3 separate regions of the Gossypium raimondii genome follow, and regions 2 and 3 are each linked to region 1. Evidence: chromatin contacts called from public Hi-C data. All regions are on one chromosome and are shown on one strand. Each heading gives the region's core, a stretch centred on a gene start, on an enhancer-like site or on the middle of the called end of the contact. The rest is flanking DNA. Distances are from core to core; before and after follow the strand shown.

What was found. A called contact is a pair of places that touch in the nucleus more often than the background predicts.
Region 2: a contact with region 1 is called in a Hi-C map of leaf, with 4 times the contacts expected there. The contact joins the promoter of LOC105763392 here to the promoter of LOC105763399 in region 1. A contact is called at or near these places in 2 of 2 Hi-C or Micro-C datasets (both in leaf).
Region 3: a Hi-C map of leaf shows a contact between it and region 1, with 2.8 times the contacts expected there. The contact joins the promoter of LOC105763409 here to the promoter of LOC105763399 in region 1. A contact is called at or near these places in 2 of 2 Hi-C or Micro-C datasets (both in leaf).

What each region holds. Positions count from the first base shown.
Region 1 is chr12:15,629,446-15,632,054 of ASM2569854v1, reverse strand. It overlaps LOC105763399 (pentatricopeptide repeat-containing protein ELI1, chloroplastic), which reads left to right and starts at 1,282. Exons shown (of 1, transcript XM_012581627.2): 1 at 1,282-2,609. The coding sequence starts at 1,520.
Region 2 is chr12:15,438,235-15,440,843 of ASM2569854v1, reverse strand. LOC105763392 reads right to left here and starts at 1,301. Exons shown (of 4, transcript XM_012581625.2): 1 at 975-1,301; 2 at 797-895; 3 at 563-715; 4 at 272-485. The coding sequence starts at 1,208. The coding sequence ends at 444.
Region 3 is chr12:15,812,810-15,815,418 of ASM2569854v1, reverse strand. LOC105763409 reads left to right here and starts at 1,327. Exons shown (of 10, transcript XM_012581643.2): 1 at 1,327-1,770; 2 at 1,878-2,022; 3 at 2,167-2,335; 4 at 2,438-2,609. The coding sequence starts at 1,557. It overlaps LOC105763410 (acyl-CoA-binding domain-containing protein 3), which reads left to right. Exons shown (of 5, transcript XM_012581647.2): 5 at 1-314.

The DNA of each region.
Region 1 (2,609 bases), core at 33-2,532:
CTTCCAACAATCCTTGAAATTCCGAATAGCTTGTAGACATCTGAGACTCCTTCTACGATGCGAAGGACTCATGGCTAATGTTCCCTGTGAGATATTGGTGCAATTGAAGGCTTTTCCCATAATTTGCTAGCAATTATAAGGGCTTACTGAAGAAAACTAGGTAATCTTTGAGAATTTCTTTCCAATCTAGAGAACTTTGTTTACTAAATGAATTTAGACTATTTGCTTGCTCAATACAAGGCCAGACCATTGTTTTTATACTTACAGATAACAACTTGCTTCACTTTAACAAACTAACTAACCTTTCCAACCTTCACTAACTAATCTGCTAACTGTTTTATTATTCTTAACATGCATCCATCTTCTCTATTGTCAAGACCCGAAGAAAATTTCTGAATCGAGCAAAAAGAGAAACCGATAATGGTTTGGTTAACACATCAGCAACTTGATCTGACGTAGGAACTTCTCCTACACGAATCGAACCATCGGCAACCTTCTCACGAACAAAAAAAACAAATCTAACTCCACATGTTTAAACTTGGAGTGTAATACTGGGTTAGCAGCAACTGCAATTGCACTAGAACTATCACACCATATATAGAGTGGAACCCGAGCGAACTCTAACAAACAGAGAAGCATCCGACTTAGAGCAACAAATCCAATTTTCACAAGAAAATTTCGCAACCTGTAAAAACAAAAAACAATGGTCTGGCCTGTATTGAGCAAGCAAATACTCTAAATTCATTTAGTAAACAAAGTTCTCTGAGATTGGAAAGAAATTCTCAAAGATTACCTAGTTTTCTTCACTTACCAACTCTCCCGATTGCTTTCTTGAACTTGCAAGAAGGGAATTGTAAAACTCTCATTCCACACCCTGATGCTCAAGTCAAACATATTGAAGAGAGAAAAGAGATAAACCATGTGATTTGGGGACTTATGAGATGGTTATAAATGGTGAAGGTGGTTGCCATTTATAAGATGATTGGAGACAACTAGAGATTCAAACGTTACGCTCTTATTAAGAGCTTAATAGGTGGTAGGTGTCAATTTCGTGTTGGAAGCTTAGGGTGCACGAGCATTGAAATAGGGGATTTCTCTGCAACATTCCAGCGTGGGCCTTCTTAACTTTGTGGTCTTCTTCTTTGGGCCGCCTTATGTGATATTGGTAATGTAGTCTCTAATGGACTCAAATATGGGGACTCAAAGATCTAGAGTCTGAGTTGTACCCAAATAAGTATCTTTTGCTTGTTATCCGTTCAGTCTTCAAATAATCAAATGTTATGTATTCGATAATTTGAAATCGTAAGATTAAAATTTCAAGCAAAAATATAAAATTAGATGCAAGCATAATCTGAACTTGTTAGGTACTTCTGTTCCACTCGACTCAAGTTTGTTTGAAATCTATGTTGGATAAGGTAAAAGTACAAAGCAAGCAGATCTATGAGTATACTCTGTAAATCAAAATGCTTATCAAAAGCTTGTGAGTGCCTGAATTGTTGAGACTTTGCTTCATTCAAGCATGTCCTCAGCCCTGCTTTTCACTTCTCCTCCACCGCCAACACCCTCCATAAACCGTAGCACTCTCTCATTCGCCGCCGTCACCAACTTTCCACCATCACCAGACAAGCTAGGTCTTCTTTTAGATAAATCCAGCTCCATCCGTCACTTGCTCCAAATCCACGCAGCTCTTCTCCGCCACGGCCTTCATCAACACCCCATCCTAAATTTCAAGCTTCAACGCTCTTACTCTTCTCGAGGCCGTCTTGACTATTCACTCGCTCTCTTCAATCGAACTCTCAACCCCAACATCTTTTTCTACACTTCTATCATTAACGCCCACGCCCTCCATGGTCTCTCCCAAGAAGCTTTATTTATCTATACGCAAATGTTATTTGAAGGTGTGCAGCCTAATGAGTTCACTTTCTCTTCCATATTGAAATCTTGTTCTCTTGAACATGGAAAAATGCTTCATTCTCAAGTTATCAAACTTGGGTTTGATTCAGATTTGTATGTAAAGACAGGTCTAGTCGATGTTTACGCGAGAGGGGGTGACGTTGGGTCCGCCCGTCTCGTGTTCGAGAGAATGCCAGAGAAGAGTTTAGTTTCTTTGACCACGATGCTAACTTGTTACGCGAAACACGGGGAGCTTAAGGAGGCAAGGTTGCTGTTTGATGGAATGGTGAAGAAGGATGTGGTATGTTGGAATGTGATGATCGATGGGTATACTCAACATGGAATGCCCAAGGAAGCTTTGGTGCTTTTCAGGCGAATGTTGGCAGCGAAAGCTAGGCCTAATGAAATCACTATACTAACTGTTTTATCAGCTTGTGGTCAGCTTGGAGCTTTAGAGTCAGGCAGATGGCTTCATTCCTATATGCAAAATAATGATATTCAAGTGAGTGTTCGTGTTGCTACTGCTTTGATTGATATGTATAGCAAATGTGGGAGCCTGGAGGATGCAAGATTAGTGTTCGATAGGATTTATTATAAGGATGTTGTTGCATGGAATTCGATGATTATAGGGTATGCCTTGCACGGTTTCAGCCAAGATGCATTGGAGTTGTTTCATGAAATGTGCAGGATTGGTTTGCGCCCTACTGATATTACTT
Region 2 (2,609 bases), core at 52-2,551, 190 kb after region 1:
ATTGAAAACCTAGTTAATGGATAGTGATTGTATTTGCTTCAAAATTGAAATTTAAATCTTTAGAAAACCTACAATTGTGCGCATAACATAATTGAAATTAACCAAACAACTTTATTTGTTAAGACTAAAATTGTTGTTTTTGAATTACTCTAATTATTAAAAAAATATATTTGTAAATCTTTTTAAATTACATTCTTACTAGTTCGAATTTCAAATTTGCAGGAACTGAAAACTAGGCCTAAAGTTGCCATGTGTAAAGCAAGTCAGCTCATGAAGAAATTGCTTGGGGATTTTAATTTTTACCTTTACATTAAGCAAAGAACAAGGTAGAAAAAGTGAACACAATGTTTAAACCATTACAAACCATATCCAATTTCTGTGTTATTCCAGGACTACAACATTTACTATAACATAAGCAAAGTTGGTCAACATCACGTGTTGATCTAACATCCCTCACTTCGATTAGGTTTGGATGAAACAAAGACCTGATCAAATGTACATCATTAAACAGATGGCCCTTTTAATTCTTTCTATTTGATAGAATTAAGCCCTAAATGAATACCTGATCATCTTCCAGGGTCGGAATCCAGTCATTAGTTGCTGGGTTGCTTTTGAAGATAGGCTTGCTGATTGCATCCTGCCCACTTTCCAGTTGAATATCATATCCATTTCCTTCACCTCCTTCTTTCATCACTCTTATGAACCCACTTCCTGTCTGTCATCCATAACCAAAAAACAAAACCCAATGAGAAATACAATCACAAAGACACTGCAGTGTTCAGACAAAAACAACAACCGTGTGATGCTGTTTGTCAATGGAATTCATCTCCCTGTAATACTGTGTCTCCACAAACTCCTCTTGTTCCACTGTAGCTCCCCCCTCTGAGATCTTCACCTATGAAAGCAAAACAAAGAGCTGAACCCAAAACTTGAAAGACAAAGATGAGGGGGGACAAGGTTAAGGAATTGCGTACCTGAGATTGAGATTGAAGGGACCGTAACTTGTCAAGCTCGGGTATGTTTTGGTCCACATCTGAAGGGGGATTGGAGGATGTCAAATCCGGTTCACTCCGGTTGGGTTTGGTGGGTCGTTTTGGGACCATCGAATAGAACTGAGCTCTGACCTGATTGGTGATTCGTTGCTGTTGATCCGAGTCCAAAACTTCATCGCTCCGGCTTGGTTTAGTCGCCGTCCATTGACCCACCATCTTGATCTTTGATTATGTTTACTGCTGATGTTATTGATTGAATGAGAATGAGACTGTTTGTGGTGGAAAGGGTCAGCAACCTAATTAATATAGAGTGAATATAAAAATCGAAACTATGGGCTATAAATACCAGGTACATCTTTCTTACTAGATCAGGCCGAATGTTTAAATTTACCTTTTCTTTTATAATATCATTTTCATTTGAAAATTAAATATTTTAAGCAAACGACACCTCATCTTGACAATTGTGAAGGATCTCTTTGATCCTAAACACTTCACCAACAATCATATAAACTCTTCTTCAATTTCATCGGTCAAAGCTTCAGCTTCTCCATAGCTATAATTTAAAATTTGTTGAAAAGAGAGAGAGATTGAGGATTTTCATGAGATGAGATTGTGTTTTGTTGTAAAAATATATAAAAATAAAAATATTTATGTATTTATATATTAATTTTTTTAAGAATTAGAATCAACATGATTAATTGTAATTTTGAGAGTTATTTTTTAAAATTATGATTAAATCAATATAATAAGTAAAAGTTAAGAGCTAAATTTGTTATCATATCGATTTTATAACTGTTACGTCATACTCCAATTTTCTAATAGCCGAACCTGTAATTGAATCAGTCTGACCATTGGTTCTCGATCCAACCACTTTGATCGGTTCAACTACTAGACTAAAAATACTTAAATAAATAATTAAAAATTCATAATTTTTTTAAAAAAATTATTAAATTGGTTCAGCCTGTTCAACTACTAGTTTTTGTCCTAATTTTCAATTTTACCAATTTTGAGCAATTTCTGATTCAGTCAATTCAACCTATTTGTTTGGACCAATATAGGGATCAATTCTCGGTTTAATCGATCTGGCCGATCAATTCAGCCATTTCCAAGAATACTAGTCACATCATCAAATCTTGATGGAATCCAAGTCCAAGGATCAAAATGGATCTAATTGTCAAGTTTGGGGGCAACTAATTATATTATCCTTTTTTAATTTTTCAAGAAATCAACTTATATTCAAGTTTGACATTTTTAATATGGTATTTGTGTTCTTTTATTCATTGTGGTACTTGTATTTTCAAAAGTTATATATTTAATATTCAAAGATAACGGTGTTAATATTTTACTGTTCAATTGAGTTTTAAGATTAATTTGATGAAAATAATTGTTAATATTATTATGTTTGATTTTTATGATTTTGTTAATAGAATAAATTAAGTGTTAATTGTGATTTTTTTATTTTGTTCAATATAATATGATTACCACAACTTTTCAAGTTTTAGGTAGATTTGATGAAAACTAATTGCTAATATTATATTAGTTAATTATGAATTTTCAATACATCAACCATAAAGCTCAATTAAACACTAAAAAGTCAATGTTGTTATTTTCAAGTAT
Region 3 (2,609 bases), core at 78-2,577, 180 kb before region 1:
AATCTCAGTTACATCTACAAACAACAATGGATAAGGAGGAGTTTGGATCAAGATTATTAGGAGCTTCTTAGTTATATATATATATAAAGTATATATTAGACTGTTGATAAAGACTAAAAGAACTAACAAATTTGTCAAATAACATAGACCCTCATTCTTGATTCCCATTTAGGGCAGATTTTTGTCATTCATTGGTTCATTCTTTTCTCTCAATACATATTTGCATTTGTACAGCTTTCAGCTTTGTGATTTTTGGTTTGAGGGGATTGTGAAGCCTTTTCCATGATTCTTAATGGAATTGTTCTCTTATATTATGATGATGATGATGATGATGATGATGATGTAATTCTTCAAAGGCTTTTCAAAGGTTAAATTTTACTATTAGTCCTTGTACTTTATGAAAGTTATGGATTTAGTTCACATATTTTAATTTGATCAATTTTAACTTTGTACTTTTTGAAATTTAAAATTTTAGTCTTGACCCAAAATTTAAGCATTTAAACTTATTGTTTAAATTTAATTACTAGTCTTGTACTATGTGCATAATTGTAGATTTAGTTTGGATCATTCTAAATTCTTATAAAGTTTGAATTTTAAAATTTCAATATTAATGCAAATGATAATAATTATTCCATTAATTAAATTTTTAGTGAGTAATGTGGAAATAACAATCGACATGGCATTACATATATAATAATATGTTTGCTACATCATATTTTGAAAATAGTAGAACTTAATGAATTTAATAGTTATTGCTTAGTGAGGGTTGAAATTTAAAATTTAAAATTTAAAATGTTTAAGGACTAAAATGACCAAATTAATTTGAAAGACTAAATATACAATTTTCGCAAACTACAAAGACTAATAAAAGAATTAACTATTATCCAAAATTATTTGCAAACTACAAGGATTAAAATACCCTTTTTTTAAGGGTGAGTATTTGGTACATAGTGTACTTTTTTTAATCCACATAATGATGGCAAACCCGAATCGTTCAGTGGATTTTGCACCAATCTGTTTTGAATGGAGTGAATTTTTTTCCTTTGAAAATTGGATATAGGGCGGGGCAGGTGGATTACTTGCCCCACCTGCTCTGCTTAAAACACTTATAAAACACTTAAAGAATTAACATGTACTCTTATAAAATACTTGTTAACCTCCTAAATATACTTGTGGAGTCTAAAATCTCCATTAATGTACCAAATAATTTTTTTAAAGCAACATATATCTTTTTTTTTTTTCATACACATTTAAATCCAATAACAAAAACCAATAATATATTTCTTATTGTTAATATCCTAAATTTTTATTTTTCAAAAAATGTGCTTGCTAAGAAATATTTGGTTTAGAAGTTGTTATTTGAAACGCAGCGTTTTGAGTGTAACAGTAAAACGACGGGTACGCCTGAAACTTGAGAAACGAATCCCACTTCTCCTTTCTCAGTTTCCACTTGTCAGTTGCCTCAAACCAAATCAAATGCGTTACCGATAATAACTTTGGATCTCCTCCCCTAATCTTAAATCCCGATCCAATCTTGGGTTCCGTCTGAGATCGAAATGGGGATCGTGATCGAAACCTTCATTTGGGAACCAAGTTCTGCCGTGTTCATTTTCATTTTCTTTTCATCTTTCCTCTTACTTTCTCTCTTCCCTTTCTATCTCTCCAAACACGCTCCCACCACCAAGTCTTCTGCTTTCTCCGACCACCCTTTCTCGTCCTCTTCACCCCGCTTCCAACTTTACTTTCTCCTTCTCTATTCCCTCGCATCCGGTACATTATTTGTTTTTAAAAAAATTCAAACTTTTTTTTTAATTTAAAGCAAAAAAGGAAAAAGAACTGATAGTTGATCTGATTTCTACGTCTTTTTTTTTTTCTAGTATTGGAAGGATTGTGGTTGGTGTACGGAGAGTTTGAGCTGGTTTACTATGGGATAAGTAAGGAAGATACGGTGACGTTTATGCTTATTGGATTTGGAGCTGCTCTTTTTGTTGGTAGTCTCTTAGGTCTTGTCTCTGATTTAATGTGAGTAAAACTAAACCTTTTCATGTTTATTTAATCACTTTAAGTAAATTTTTTTTTATGAATTACCCAATGTTAGCTATGGATTAATCAAGGGTTGTATAATTGTGAAAATTTTGATAGTTTTATTTATTTTTATTTATGTAGAGGTCGAAAGAAAACTTGTTTGGTGTTTTTTATCTTGCACCTTATTGTTGGGATATGGAAGATGGTTGCACCAAGTCCTAGCTTTTGGGTAGCAAATTTATGTTTGTCTTTGGCAACATCAATATTTTCCTTCAGTTTCGAGACATGGGCTGTTGTTGAACATGACAAGGTTGACTCAAAGGTTCAGTTCTTTCTCAATGTGATTCTCTGGTTTCTAAGAAACAAATGAAAACTCTGAACATGATGGTATGCATTCTTTCTATTTTTGCAGCCGGGTCATAGGCAAGATATTTTGAATGAAACATTTTGGTTGATGACTTTTTTTGAGTCCGCATCTTTGATTGGAAGTCAAGTGATTGGTAATTGGATGGTGGGTGGTAATTTGGAGAAAGGGATTGGATCTCCTTCCATTGCAGCCACCTTACTGGCGATACTAGGCATCG